2 separate regions of the Rattus norvegicus genome follow, and region 2 is linked to region 1. A link is a contact called in public Hi-C data. All regions are on one chromosome and are shown on one strand. The core of a region is the stretch at or near the end of the contact, and the rest is flanking DNA. Distances in the headings are between cores, read along the strand shown.

The links. A called contact is a pair of places that touch in the nucleus more often than the background predicts.
Region 2: a Hi-C map of Schwann cells shows a contact between it and region 1, with 2.8 times the contacts expected there. The contact joins two enhancer-like sites. A contact is called at or near these places in 2 of 12 Hi-C or Micro-C datasets (Schwann cells and liver).

What each region holds. Positions count from the first base shown.
Region 1 is chr2:138,753,384-138,757,358 of GRCr8, reverse strand. No RefSeq gene overlaps it. Among named protein-coding and RNA genes, the nearest start is that of Trnak-cuu5, 150 kb to the left of the region's middle. Within about 2 kb of position 1,893, at least 2 of the 93 cell types and tissues checked have an H3K27ac peak or open chromatin away from gene starts, as enhancers often do. A contact at or near this core is called in Schwann cells, where this site is marked.
Region 2 is chr2:138,846,879-138,850,842 of GRCr8, reverse strand. No RefSeq gene overlaps it. Among named protein-coding and RNA genes, the nearest start is that of Trnak-cuu5, 55 kb to the left of the region's middle. Within about 2 kb of position 1,707, at least 20 of the 93 cell types and tissues checked have an H3K27ac peak or open chromatin away from gene starts, as enhancers often do. A contact at or near this core is called in Schwann cells, where this site is marked.

The sequences.
Region 1 (3,975 bases), core at 644-3,143:
ACTGGGAAAGTTAATACTTGAAGCTCCGTCGGCTTTGGTTGTGGTTTAATTTCTTACTGCTAATCCTTAAGCGCAAATGTTGTCAAGTGTCCGAGCAATCCCCCACAGGTAGCTACATCTCAAACCGTGTGCAAACAGATTTAGAGGGGAAATTTTAGGTGGGGGAAAAGCCATGTAAGATACTGAGGAAAGACTGCATAAAAAGGTCAGTGAACTCTTATGCCCCAAGGGGGAGGGAAACTTGTCTGGAAGTGCAGTGCCATCCTAAACATGAACGATCATGGACACAGAAACAGATGCCCATCGGACTGGAGGAACTGACCCCTGGCATCTTGAATAGAAGTGACAGAGAAGCCTGATGAGAATATATAGAAGCTTGGCATCTCCTTTATATTTATCTGTACATTATCATTACAAAATGATAGAAAATTAGGAAGTTACTCATCACAGTTTCAATGTTGGATTCAGAGAATAAGTACACTGTAGCTGTCTTCAGACACACCAGAGGAGGGCATCGATCTCTTTACAGATGGTTGTGAGCCACCATGTGGTTGCTGGGAATTGAACTCATGACCTCTGGAAGAGCAGTTGGGTGCTCTTAACCGCTGAGCCATCTCTCCAGCCCAATGGCAATGTTTTTTAAATAAATACTTTGATTCAACAGGAATTAGTAAGAACTAATTCTAACAATAATTTAATTAATTAAAATTCTTTAGTATGACTATAAGTTATACTATAGGGGTAACTGTAGTACCCCTATTTCTCTTCATTTTTATTTTTGTCAAATAAAAATTAAATTCACTTTTTATGTACAACATGTTTTAAAACAAATACACACTGGGAAGATTTACATTACTCCACATTTTTATCAGTTATTTGCATGGTAGCCCTCATTCTTGTTTTTAAATTTGGAAACGATTGTCCACAACAAAGGATTTGCTGAGCAAACTGTAGCATGCAGATGAGGAAGAATGCTTTCTCAGAACTAAAAAGTAATGTGGCAGAAATAAATGTATGTAAATGGAAAGACATTTACACTTCACTGTTGGGTTAAAAATTACAAAATGGTCTGTCTCATATGGGTTTATTATTGCTCAAAAGGAAAGGAATCATGGGAGAACAAAGCTAAGGACGCACAGTGTTAGAAAACATTACTCTCAGTGAAGAAGTAAAGATAATTATCATTTCTTGCTTCTCAGTATTGCCTACTAATGCTTTTTACATTCTAGAATCAATGTGTCTTAGTTAGGGTCTTATTGCTGTGAACAGACACTATAACCAATGTAAGTTTTATAAAGGACAGCATTTAATTGGGGCTGGCTTACAGGTTGAGAGGTTCAGTTCATTATCATCAAGGTGGGGACATGGCAGCATCCAGGCAGGCATGGTGCAGGAGGAGCTGAGTTCTACATCTTCTCCTGAAGGAAGCCAGGAACAGACTGAGCATCCCCAGGCAGTTAGGAGGAGGGTCTCCAAGTCCACCCCACAGTGACAGACTTCCTCCAACAAGGCCACACCTTCTAATAGTGCCACTCCCTGGGCCAAGCACATCCAAACCATCACAAAATGGGCTTTACCAAAGTTATCTTTTAAAAGAATGTAACTATAACATCGTGTTTTCAAAATAAAGTAGGATTTTGGAAATTAAGCAAAGAGCACCTGATCCTGAGCGAAAGACTAGGCCTGAGATCCAGGACGTAAGCAGAGGACCAAGGCCAAGAGCACAGCTTAGGGCTCTCTCTACTCAGCCATAGAAATCCTGGCCCAGCTATTTAATTTCATTTCCATTTCTTTACCCATAAAATAGCAGTGGGCCAGTGAAATGGCTCATTGACTAATAGCCTGAGTTGGATCCCCAAACCCATGTCACGTTGGAAAGCAACCAACTCCACAAAGTCGTCCTCTGACTTCCACAGATGAGTCATAGCAAGTGTGACCAAACACGCGCCCTGTACTCTCACACGACAATGAGAACAAATGAATAAATGCTGGAATCACAAAAAATTGATCTTACCGTCCTGCTGTGCCGTCAGATAGATACAAAAGCATGAGGTTTCTCACCACCAACTCTAGAATAGGCTAAGCTTTATAAGAATGATCCCTGAGATAAACGGGGGGGGCATGGGGGTGGCTTTCCTATAGCTCCTTCTTAGCGTTGAGTCAGCCCAGCAGACAGATGCCGAGCACTTGGTTCTTTTCAATGACAGTTAGTTCATCATCTTAGTTTCTTTAAAAAAAAGCCAACCCCCTTCCTTCCTCCTTCCATGAAAGCTCTCGGGGAAGTTTTGCTTTATTGCTAATGGCTTTCTTTATAACCGGTTGATCAGCTCAGCTGAGATTAATTGAGCATGAATCTGTAGCATCTGTGCAGGCATTTATCAAGAGGAGGCAGCCCATCAGGCGCGAGCCCACCGGCTCTCATGACTGTGCCTTGGCTCTCATTCCAGCAGGTCGCCGTGCACCTGAGCCTCAAGTAGCCAGCAGGCAAGGCTGTGGAAGACTGGAGAGTAGAGACCTCCTATGCTGCTCTGCCCCCTGCCCAGCAGAAGGTATCCTGCTGCAGCTGATCTTCAGAAAGCCATTATGTTGCACTGACTGCAGTGCCAGGCCAGCATCTTCTGTAACACATTAAAATGCTTTAATTTAATTTAAACCAGATACGGCCTGGATTCTAGCCAGTGATGTTCCATTAATGAAATACCATAGAAAATAAATGTTCTTAAAAGCAGTATCTGGTATGGACTGTCCATGGTATTTTTATAGGCTTTGATATCGGATTCCTGCTTTTAATTTGTTTGCCCTAAGTACAGGTTGCCTTTTGCAGATTAATGAGATGCATGATGTGTGCAAATGCACAGCTGAAATGATGACAACGTTAACAATCACTATATATTTTACATTGTCAGGCAATATTGGAAGCATCTTATAAATTCCACACATTTAATGCTTACAGCTTATTAAGTAGAGATCTCCTTGTTTATTTCTTGTTTTCCAGATAAAGTAGCTGAACACAGCAAACTAGAATTCCACCCTGACATCTTGTCGCACCGCTTCCCCAGTGTGCACGTGTAGACTTCATCTAGACATGTTACCGTTTCCCATCCCTACCCAAATGCAGGAAAGCAGGAAGTCAGCAGCTGCCTAAGATCAGCATTTAAAAGGTTTGCCCTAGGGTCTCTCCAAAGAAGTCACTGAAGTCCAGGGGCCACATCCTTTCCCCTTTCTCTGCTGATTTCTCAGGGCAGAAAGAAAAAAGAAAATTTCTTTACCCAAAGCTTGTATTTCCTTTCCTTCGATGGAAAGGATTCCGTGTGTGTGTGTGTGTGTGTGTGTGTGTGTGTGTGTGTGTGTGTGTGTATCTGGTTTTCTGTCTGTCTTTCTGTAAATGTCTGTCTGTCTGTGTGAATGTGTCTGTTTTCCTGTTTGTGCCTCTGTCTATGTGCATGTGTGTCTCTGTGTATGTCTGTATGACTACTCTCTGAACACTGACAAGTATATATAACATCCTGGATCTTGCACCCAACAGTGCTGGCTAATGTTATGTCATGATTGCTAGGCCATTGCTACTCAGTTACCTTGTCAAACAAGACTGCAACATTTGGGATGACCCTTCCGTTGGGATTGGTTTACTCCGAGTAGAAGAGATGGCCCTCCTCTTGCTGGCAAACTTCACAAGGCAGTTGAAACCTTAAAGAGGGCAAAGATTGTTGAATAGAGGGAATTCTCCAGCACTGGGCCCTCCATCCTGCCCTACAATGTCTGCTCTGCCTGGGCATTCATCCTGCCAGCCTGGCCTGTGTGATTTGGACTTGCAGGCCTCCACAATCCTGTAAACCACTTCCTCAAAGAGCAAAACTTTTCACAGATTGCTACCTCCTGTGTGTTCTATCTCCTGGTGACCTCTGAGAGCACCTTCTACCACCAGACAGACCTGGGCCTAGGAGGCCTCCATGAGCCATTGCTGGGGGTGAGACA
Region 2 (3,964 bases), core at 458-2,957, 94 kb before region 1:
GTTAAAGAGAAGAAACAAACAAACAAAAAATAAAATATCACAGCCACCTAGAGACAGGGTAACTCGGTAACCACTCCTCAGAAAATGCTCCAAGACTAGCCTTGGAGAGACGGCAGAGGAGGGAACCCATCCCAGGCCCATAGTAGGCTCAAAATGGAAACAAAACAAAACAAAAACAACCAAAAAAAAAAAAAACCACATACATTTTAAATATATTAAAAGAACCTAGGGCTAGCATAATGAGATGGTTTAGAGGTCAAAGTCCTTAAGTGTGGCAACTTGAATTTGATCCTTGGAAGCCATATTAAGGCTGAAGGAGAGAATCAACTCTGCAAAGTTGTCCTCAGACCCCCCTAGGCGCACCTCAGCTTATACATACCCTCAAACCCACAGGTTACACACACATAAATAACTTTTAAAAAGGAACCTGTATGTTAAAAAAAAAAAAACCACTAAGTGTGCTTTATGTATGTCAGCTTTCTGAGGGTCCTTCCTCAGTAAAGAATGATTAACCGTTAAGACCTTCAGCCTTTTAAAACAAGCAATAGGGCCAGCACGATGTCCCAGTGGGTGAAAGCAATTGTCACATAAGCCTTACAACTTGGGTTCAATCCTTAGGTAAAAAGGTAGAGGGAGAAAAGCAATTCCTAAAAGTTGTTCTTTTACATCCACATATGTTCCATAGCATGCATGTACCTTCAGTCAAACACATGTACACATACACATACACACACACACACACACACACACACACACACACACATGCACGCAAGCACGCACCCACACAATATTTTAAATTGAAAGATAAGGAGATAGGTGAGCATTGTATATTAATAAACTTACTTGGCAAGATCGGTCAATCTATAATCCCATCTTCCAATAGTGATTTTTTTCAACATTCTCTCTGAAATTAGTGTTTAGAACGTATGACATGTACAGGCAATATGATTTCTTTCAAATTTTGAGGCTTTGGATGATGTAACTTTTTATTAACTCAACACTGACGGTTCACAAGAAAAGCTGATGTTCTAGACGGATTGTGTGCTGGCATCAATCCAGATTCTTCTTCTGGGTCCATTCACTGAACTCCCAGTGTGTTCGTGTGGTGGTATATTGGACTTAACCTAATACTTTCTCAAATGAAAAACAGAAGCCTTATCACGTGAACCAGACCATATGGTGGCGAGGTTAGGGTTCAGTTGAACGCTATCTGACTTAGAAGCCTCCTCAACTGTCCCTGGCAATGGCACGCTCACATCGCCAGACCTAAAAGGTCCTCCATCTTCATGCAGCCTCAAAGTCTGAAGGGAAGACTGAGGCGCCGGAAGGCAAGGGGACTCTCCAAGAGTTTACTGAGTGCCTGGTGATGGAGTCGGTCACCCGGCTCTCAGCTCTCAGGTCTGATCCTACGACCTTCCACCTCTGGATCAAACCAGCTTGGCACCCAACCGCCAGCCACAGATGAGGAGACAGCCACCTGAGTACCGCCCACACCCTCGCGGAGAACAACAGACACCTCTTTGCCACTTGCCAGTTCTGGATGTGACTCCCAGGCTGCTGACAAGGCTCACCCGACTCAGGGCCGCTGAGGAACAGGCTGAGAACTAAACTGTTCTTTGGCCCTTGCCACCATGCCTGTTCAGGCCATGCCCCGAGGGAAGCAGGCTCTGAGGACAAAGGGACATTGTGCCTGAGAGGAGGAGGGAGGGACGGAGGGGGTGGGAGAAGAAAAGACAACAGACACCGGCATATTTCTTCCTCTCCTCTGCCTGCTTCATCCAGCTGTCTCCCGGCAAATCACAGGACCTGCTTGAAGAGGCTGGAGGCCTACCATGGATGACAGGAGACCCAAGCTGATTGATGGAGTTATTAGATTCCCCCAAAGGAGGAGAGCTTCATTTCCCTTGCATTGTGTCACTTGATACAATGCCCCTGAGTGTATAGACACTGTCTTATGACATTTCCTTTTAATTCCCCTCAAATGAGGACATTTAAAGAGAGCCCAATAACATTTTTCTGAAAGGAGCCTCCACCCTTCTTTCTCAGAGGAGGAGCAGATTCGTTTGTCTCCAAGGAGGCCTCCAAAGAAGCAGCCGGGGAAGCAGAGGCTGGCTTAATAGCATCTTCTCTCTGTGGAATTGGGGCTTCATTTTACACTGTGGCTTTATTCTCTGGCCCTTTGACACAGCCAGCTGCCTTCACATTCCAGCTCAGAAACAAGCTGGCTTCAGGCTGTAACAGGCACGAGGTTCCAAAGCCCTTTCCCTGGGTGATTCAAGTAAGCCTGTGAGAGTCTGTGTGCCTAGAACTGTGGGGCCATAGACCTTTGTTCTCACTGAGACTTACACTCGGGTAGAAAGAGCTTCGTGCACTAACATGATGTCTTCTGAAGTCGCCTGCCTAACATGGGCCCACATAATTGATTTCGCAGCAGAATGTTTGGTTCCTATCTCACTTGAGTTCATCCTGTTATCAGCACATCAGACGTGAGGAAATGACATCAGACGCCCAAAGCTCTGCTCCGAAGCTGAAGGTGCACACCAAAACCTCGTACGCAGGGCTCACTCGGGGCAGGAAACCTCTCTCTTAGACCATCTGTTAAGCTATTTAAAAAGTAAATAGCATGGGCCAGGTTTCTTCAGTGGGATTTTGAAGTCGACCGTTCAAAAGGTGAAAGGGGGCCTTTTGTGGATTCCGCACTTAGCCCAGAAGGTTACAAAAAGAGTGGATATGAGTTCTCCCTGAGTGCCTTGTGACTTAATTCTTGGACAAAGCACAGATATCAGGGGGAAATGTTCTGTGGAGCAGGCTTCCTCGTGGTCAGTGAAGCAAAGCCGCTTAACACTTGTCACCAGGGTTCTTTGCTGAGTGTTCTGGGCCTCGAGTCTGTTTGCTGGCTACTTTTCTACTCCTATATAAGAGTGCTTCGAGAGCAGCGTCCCTGGGGACCATTCTCAGTGACTGGCAGCTCTGGGAACACTCCATGTGGAGCTGAACAGCAGGCAGAATCACTTTACTTTTAAGACAAAGGACATCAGTTTCCTGTAGTTTTCTTTGCCATCTCTGTCCCTCTTTCCTTTCCAGCTGACTTTCCCTCCCCTCCCCTTCCTCCTTCCCCCATGGCACAAAATAAAATGCTCAGAAAATGAAAGGCACAGCTGCCCCTTCTTCCCATTAAAACAATCAAGAATGATGGCGAATTTAATATATTTGATTAGAGAAACTCCAATTTGGTGCACTTGAATCAGCTGCCTTTGTCTTCAGCTCCTGATGGCCCTGTTTCAGTGGAATGTCCTCACTGGCCACTGCCAGCTCCCTCAGGCTCGGAGAACATTCCACATTTGCCTGGCATGCTCAGAAACAGGGCAGCTATGCTGCGGGAAATGCCAGGCCCACTCTGTCCTAATCAGAGGGAGCGCCACTTCATTAGATCATGGTCACTTGCTGGTGACCCTCAGAGGTGTAGCCTGAGGACAAAGGACGTTATGGTCCTCCTAAGCAATGTTGACTTTTCACGGTTATTTATTACTTCCCTCAGTTGGTACTTACCAATGCGATCCAGGCCTGACTCCTACACAAACAACCCCCATAGACTCCCGTGTTCAAGTTGCACAGATGAATTTTGGAGAAAGTAATCACATTTAAATATGGAGTCCCTTCCATTAAAAATAAATAGAAACTCAGGGGAAAATAGAAAAAGTGTCCTCACCCCCCGCCCCCCGTGTCATTAAGAGAGCTTGCAATCGTGTCTAAGTAGCACCCACTTTGCAGAAACCTTGAAAGGTGTTTCAGGGGAGCCAGGGAGTACAGACTTAGACAATGTCACTTATTCACACTTAAAATACATGGTGATTTAGCGCTATCACTATTTAGTCTAGATAAGTGCTCGATGAACAAGTAAGGACTGAATTAAAGATGAGAGTCTGAACTGTGGCAGAGATATGTGGGCTCTCTTGAATTCATA